Linked DNA regions of Mus musculus: region 2 is linked to region 1. The links are chromatin contacts, called in public HiChIP or PLAC-seq maps. All regions are on one chromosome and are shown on one strand. The core of a region is the stretch at or near the end of the contact, and the rest is flanking DNA. Distances in the headings are between cores, read along the strand shown.

The links. HiChIP or PLAC-seq counts read pairs in DNA pulled down with a chosen protein or histone mark.
Region 2: an H3K27ac HiChIP or PLAC-seq map of embryonic stem cells shows a contact between it and region 1, with 10 read pairs. The contact joins the enhancer-like site here to the promoter of Wee1 in region 1. A contact is called at or near these places in 4 of 115 datasets of contacts at active chromatin or transcription factors (the SCID.adh cell line, embryonic stem cells and heart atrium) and 3 of 9 other capture datasets (adipose tissue, liver and pancreatic islet).

What each region holds. Positions count from the first base shown.
Region 1 is chr7:110,120,685-110,123,715 of GRCm38.p6, reverse strand. It overlaps Wee1 (WEE 1 homolog 1 (S. pombe)), which reads right to left and starts at 1,657. Exons shown (of 11, transcript NM_009516.3): 1 at 791-1,657. The coding sequence starts at 1,366.
Region 2 is chr7:110,179,992-110,183,101 of GRCm38.p6, reverse strand. No RefSeq gene overlaps it. Among named protein-coding and RNA genes, the nearest start is that of Swap70, 40 kb to the left of the region's middle. Within about 2 kb of position 1,336, at least 39 of the 459 cell types and tissues checked have an H3K27ac peak or open chromatin away from gene starts, as enhancers often do. A contact at or near this core is called in the SCID.adh cell line and embryonic stem cells, where this site is marked.

The DNA of each region.
Region 1 (3,031 bases), core at 408-2,907:
GGCTTATTTCCCGTGTTAAACTTACAGGTACCATGCCTGTCTTTATTTTGGAAATTGTCTACTCTTAATGTTTTTGTGACTTCTCAAGTATTACCATGACAGTATGCATATTCACCGGCTATTCCAAACGGGTTCTGAACACACTCTGCTTTAAGACACATTAGTTTTGACACACAGACCAACAAAACGGCAGGGGAAACTCCAGAATAAACACAAAGCTTCCGTAATACTAAATCCCGAAAGACAATCAAAAGCAACCTGGAATATCCATGAGTTCACGACGGTAAACACAGAGACTCAAAAGGACGCGCAGAATCTCTAATGCCATATCACATGGAACCACAAGTCCAGGGGGTTGGAACAAACCCTTTAATAAACCTAACTCCTTCCATCCGTGCCCCCCAAATTACAGGCCCGGACACCGGATTTAACAGGCACCATATGGCTCGGAGTGTCAGGTGGCCAGCAGCAATCCGGCACCCTGGCACACCGGACCACCGAGACCCAATACTCAACCACCTGGACAGCGGGGACCAGGCCCTTTGTAAAGTGGAGTAGTTACAGACCAGGCCCATTGTTCAGTTACATAATCTTAACCGACAACTTCTAGGCAGAGCCAAAAAGGGGGGCTGCCAACTTTTTTTTTTTTTTTGAGTGGCGGCGCAGGACAGCGAGCGGGGTGCGGCGGGGCGGTTATGTAACCGAACCCGGGCAGTGGCGCGCAGGGCTGCAGCGCCGCGGCCTTTTTTTTTAAAGGCCCTGGAGCCGGCTCCTCCGCCCCCTCCATTACCTTGGGAGTGTGCGGCGTGTCGAACAGGCGCAGCTTGCGGAAGGTCTTGTGCGGAGGGGTGCTCGGGTAGTCGGGCTGCGGCGAGCAGGGGTCGTCCATGGCTCGCGGAGCCCCGCAACCCTGCGGGGAGGCATCCCCTGGGCCGCCGCAGCGCACTGGCGAGAACGGGCTGCTCAGAAAGTAGGCGGTCGAAGGTGATTTGACGGGCGACGAGGAGCCGAAACCCTCCTCCTCCCAAGAGTCGCCCTCGGCGCCTCCACCCGCCGCTTGCGCGCCTCCGCCGCCGCCCTGCAGCAGCAAGTCGTCCTCCAGCTCTCCCGGGCTGCTGGGCTCCGCGCCGGGCGAGCGACGGCGGCGCTCGGCCTCGGCCTCGGCAGGGCTGCGTGCAGAAGGCAGGGGCGAATCCGGTTCCTGGAAGGCCGAGTCCTCCCCCGTACTGTGGCCGCTGCCTTCCTCCTCCTCCTCCTCCTCTTCCTCACAGTCGCTGCCCGGCGAGAAGATGAGCTTCTGCCGCAGACTGTAAGCGGCTCCTACGCGGCGGGTGGGCGGCGGCTGCTGTCGGCTCAGGAAGCTCATTTCCCGGCTGCAGTCACGGCGGAGCACGGGAGAACACAGGACCGGCGAGCAGAGGCCGGCGGCGTCCAGGTCGCGGCTGGCACAGGGGGCGGGTCCGCCACGTGCGATCGGGCGCGCCGGGCTGAGGCTGCAGCGGGCCTGCGCGGCGGCAACTCCGAGGCCCGTCAAGCTCACGACGGGGCGACGGCGACGGCTGCGGCGCGGGATGTCCAGCGGAGACTGGCCGGTCCAGTGCTGGCGAAAGGCTCCGCAAGTTCGTCCGCAAGTTCGGGTTCCGCGGCTTCCCGCGACCGTTAACCACGTGAGGGCCCAGCCCACCAATCCCCGCCCAGCCCCGGTTTGAAAAAACAGGGAGGGCGCGACGTAGCCCACGGGGGAGGAACCAGCTACGCGATTTTGGCGGGAACTCGCTGACTCCGCCCCACAGCCTAGGCGCGCCGCCAGTCGTGGGCGGGTCGCGGCATCCCGGGCCAATGAGTGGGCCTGGATTGCACAGAACCCCACCCAGAGTCTATGTTTAGAGGACCGGAGCCTGCCGGGAGCCGCCCTGCGAGGAGGGGCGAGAGGACGGCGGCTACTGCCCAGTGCTGGCCTTGGGTCGGCCTCCCTGTCTCCGGGTTCAGAAGCATCCGGACACCGTGCAGCCTTTGGGGACGCCTAGAAGCCTGGTCCAACCCCAGGTTCTGAGGCCCGACCCCTGGGGCGTTCTGGGCGTGGCTGTGTCCAGTCACGTTCTATAGTCGCGGTCCGAGCCGGAAACAGTGACCGAGCTCTGGACCTTGCCCAGCGCGAAACTCAGATAATGAGCTGCAGGACTAGGACACAGAGGTGGCCTCTCACACAGTCTTGTGTCCCTCACAGCCAGACTTATCCGTGATAATTGGTCCTGCCACAAGCCCGAATGCCTGACCTGCAACCGTGGTGTTTATATTTGTTCGCTTACACGTGAGAGTGCGCTAGCCAAACTGATTGGTCCCGGGAGAGAAAAAAAACAAAACAAAACTGAAGTGTAACAGAGGTGAGTGCTGGCGCACACACCTGTGATTCAAACAGTCTGGAAGCTGAGGCAGGAGGACCAGAAGTTTAAAACCCCTTTGCTCTGTAGTGGTCCTGTCTCATAATTTCCAGGAAAAAATAAGTTTCCACAACCTTCTCAACCGTAACTTAAATCTGTTTACAACAAGTGTGTTCCTATTTTGTATGCTATGATCAATCATTTCTCCTTGTTACGGTTTTGTTTTTTTTTTTTTTAGCATTCTCTGCTGGAGTGGGAATTACTGAGGCCAGACTGTCATACAGAAAAGTAGGTTTCTTTTTCACTAGGAAATTAGAACCCACTTTTGGGGAACTGAGGCCATCAGTAGAAAGCTTGATGTTTTTTAATGTAGATTCACATTATCTGGATAATAGCCTATTATACTCTTCTGTTGTCATTTACTGTAGTTAGGAGTACTAATGTGTGTGTGAGCTTTTTTTAACACTTCAAAGGCTGAAAAGTCAAACTGATTTTTGTTTTTGAGACCTGCCTTTGCCGTGTAGCCCGATTATTTGAACCACCTCCAGAGTGCTGGGATTATAGACCTGTGCACCTGCCAGGCCAGGCTGATGGACTGATCTTTGGTTTGGTTTGGTTTGGTTTTGTCTTGTTTTGTTTTCAAGATAAGA
Region 2 (3,110 bases), core at 87-2,586, 60 kb before region 1:
AATCTTGGGCTGGTGAAATGTCACCAAACTTGACAACCCAAATTTAATCCCTAGTACCCACCTTCACATACAAGCCTTGAAGAATGAATACACATGCATAGGGCGCGTGGACACACACATACACACACATACTCGAGAATTGATTAATTAAATTAATAAAATTTATTTTTATATTTGGTTGGTTGGTAGCTTTTTAAAGGCAGGGTTTCTCTGTGTAGCCCTGGCTGTCCTGGAACTCACTTTGTAGATCAGACTGGCCACTTACTCACAGAGGATCCACATGCCTCTACCTCTTGTGTGCTGGAATTAAAGGTGTGCTCTACCACTGGCAACATTTTTTTAGGTATACTTATTCAGTTTTGTATGTGTGAGTGTTCTGCCCACATGTATGGCTATGCACCATGTGTCCCTGGTGCCTGCAGCAATCAGAGGAGGACATAGGATCTCTGGAACTGGAGTCACAGAGGGTTGAGAGCCACCATATCCATCCTGGGTCGTCTACAAGAGCAGAATGCACTCCTAACTGCTGAGCCCTCTCTCCAGCACCTTAATTTAAAGTTTTAACTCAGCTGGCTCAGTGGCACAACAACCCTTACTCAGCTTTTCAAGGCTGGAGTTCAATCCTCAGCACCACAAAAGCAAATTAAAATGTGTGGCTCCCAAGTTCCAGCAAAAGGAAGGAGGTACAGACCCACAGCAGCGCAGCGTCTGAGGCAAGCCTTCCACATTCCTCACAACGTATACTTTCCCTTTGGAAAGAGACTAAGGCAACTGGGGACTCAGGTGAGTTAAGAAGCAGAAGACAGAACGGTGGGGCAAATTCAGATAAGAGAAACCACATAAGAGAAACAGTCAGTCAGTAAAAGCGTGGAGAAGTGTGAAGAGCCAGGTATTGTGGGGGATTGTGGGGGTGAATTTAGAAGAAACGGTAAAAAGAGCAATATTTGGGAGAAAAAAAGCATTTTCCCCTCCTAGCCTTAAAGAACCATAGAGACCTTTTTATCCTCAGGCTAGTGGGATTCCTCCTGCTCTACAGAGCTAGGGGGCTCCAGCTATTTTAGTTCGTAAACATAATAGGCTCATGCCTGTCATAGCACGTGTGGGTAGAGACAGGAAGATTTGGAGGTCAATCTCAGCCTTGGTGATGTAGAGTTCTAGGCCAGTGTGGATTGCGAGAAACGTTCTCAAAACAAACAAACAACAAAACCAAACAGACAAATAACAACAACTAACCTCTGCTCAGAATCTTCCCGTTCTTTTCACCCCAGGCTGAAGCCAGAGCTGGCCCTCACTTTCCCTGGTTTACCGCCTAGCCCTTTCCCCTCCCCCTCTAGCTCCAGGCCGACTGGCCTTACTGAACTCCTTTCCCAGATCTCCCCGTATGAAAACCAGACAGGTTTGCTTTACCCTTGAAGTTTTTGTCTGGAAGTTCTTCCCCAGGTGTCCACACGACCATCTTACCCCTCCCTTCTCCGCTCAAGGGCATCTGTTGGTGCGCATGCTCAGACCTCACCCTCACTATCTAGCTCTCTCTGCTGTTGTCAGCATGAACCTCAATTCCCCACGTACATCATATTTTAATTATTAGGGGTGGGGGTTCTTTATTTCGTTTTGGACTTAGGTCTCAGGTAGCCAAGGCTAGCCTTGAAGTCCTGCCTCCATCTCTGAGTCACTACACCTGACTCTTCCTTATGCATTCCACTAACTGCTGCATAGCTCTTGTCACTAGCTGTTCTTGTCATATTTAAAACTGGGGTGGAGGGGGGCCGTGGTGGTGTGGTACCTTGTAGTTCCGGTGGATGTTCAAGGTCATAGGGAGCTCAAGGTTAGATCTGGATGTATTAAACTATGTTTAAAAACAAAAAATGCCAGGCAGTGTTGGCATACTCCTTTAAGCTAGGGACTAGGGAGGCAGAGGGTGGTGCATCTCTAAGTTTGAGGCCAGCCTGTTCTACAGAGTGAGTTCCAGGACAGCCAGGGCTACACAGAAGGAAAAAAAAAAAAAAAAAAGTAGGGAGGCCAGAGAGATGGCTCAGCAGTTAAGAGTACTGGCTGCTTGTCAGAGAACTGGGGGTCAGTTCCCTACACCCACACCAAGGCCCTCTGCCCTCTTCTGCCCTCCAAGGCACTACAAGCTTGTGGTACACTTAATACACACAAGCAAAACACTCAAACACATAAAAAATAAAAATAAAAAATAAGAGGAAGGGGTGTGGAGCTAAGAAGAAGGCCTAGCTGTTAGGAGCACTTGTGCTCCCAGGGGACCTGCATCAGTTCCCAGCATGCACACATCAGGTGACTCATGAGTGCCTGGAACTCCAGCTCCAGGAAGTCTGACCCACTCTTGTGCACAGACATGCATGAAGCTAAAAATAAAACTTAAAAAAAGAAAGGAAGAAAGAAAGAAAGAGAGAGAGAGAGAGAGAAAGGAAGGAAGGAAGGAAGGAAGGAAGAAGAAAAAGGAAGGAAGAAAGAAAGAAAGAAAGAAAGAAAGAAAGAAAGAAAGACAAGACAAGAGGTTTGTTTTGTTTGTTTGATTTTGGTTTTTTGAGACATGATTTCTCTGTGTAGCCCTGGCTGTCCTGGCACTCACGAGACCAGGCTGGCCTCGAACTCAGAAATCTGCCTATCTCTGCCTCCCAAGTGCTGGGATTAAAAGCATGTGCCACCACTGCCCGGTGTTTTGTTTTGTTTTGTTTTGTTTTGTTTTGTTTTGTTTTGTTTTAAACAATAAGAGTTTTTGTCCACAAACTTCTTTTAAGGAGAGACCAAAGGACACTATTTAGTCTGACTCCCAACTCTAGCCCTCCTGCCTCTGTCTCCTCATCATTAAGGGATAGGCACTTACTACTAGATCCTAAGGCAATGGTTCTCAACCTTCCTACTGCTTTGACCCTTTAACACGATTCCTCATGTCATGGTGACCCCCCCAACCATAAATTATTTCCTGTTGCTACTTCATAACTGTAATTTTGCTACTGTTATGAACTGTGATATAAATATTTGTGGTTTTCGATGGTTCTAGGCGACCCTAAAGGGGTAGAGAACCACTGCCCTAGGGGCTTGTTTTATATACCAACTTGTCGTGAGAGTCACTCAGCAGCCCAGGC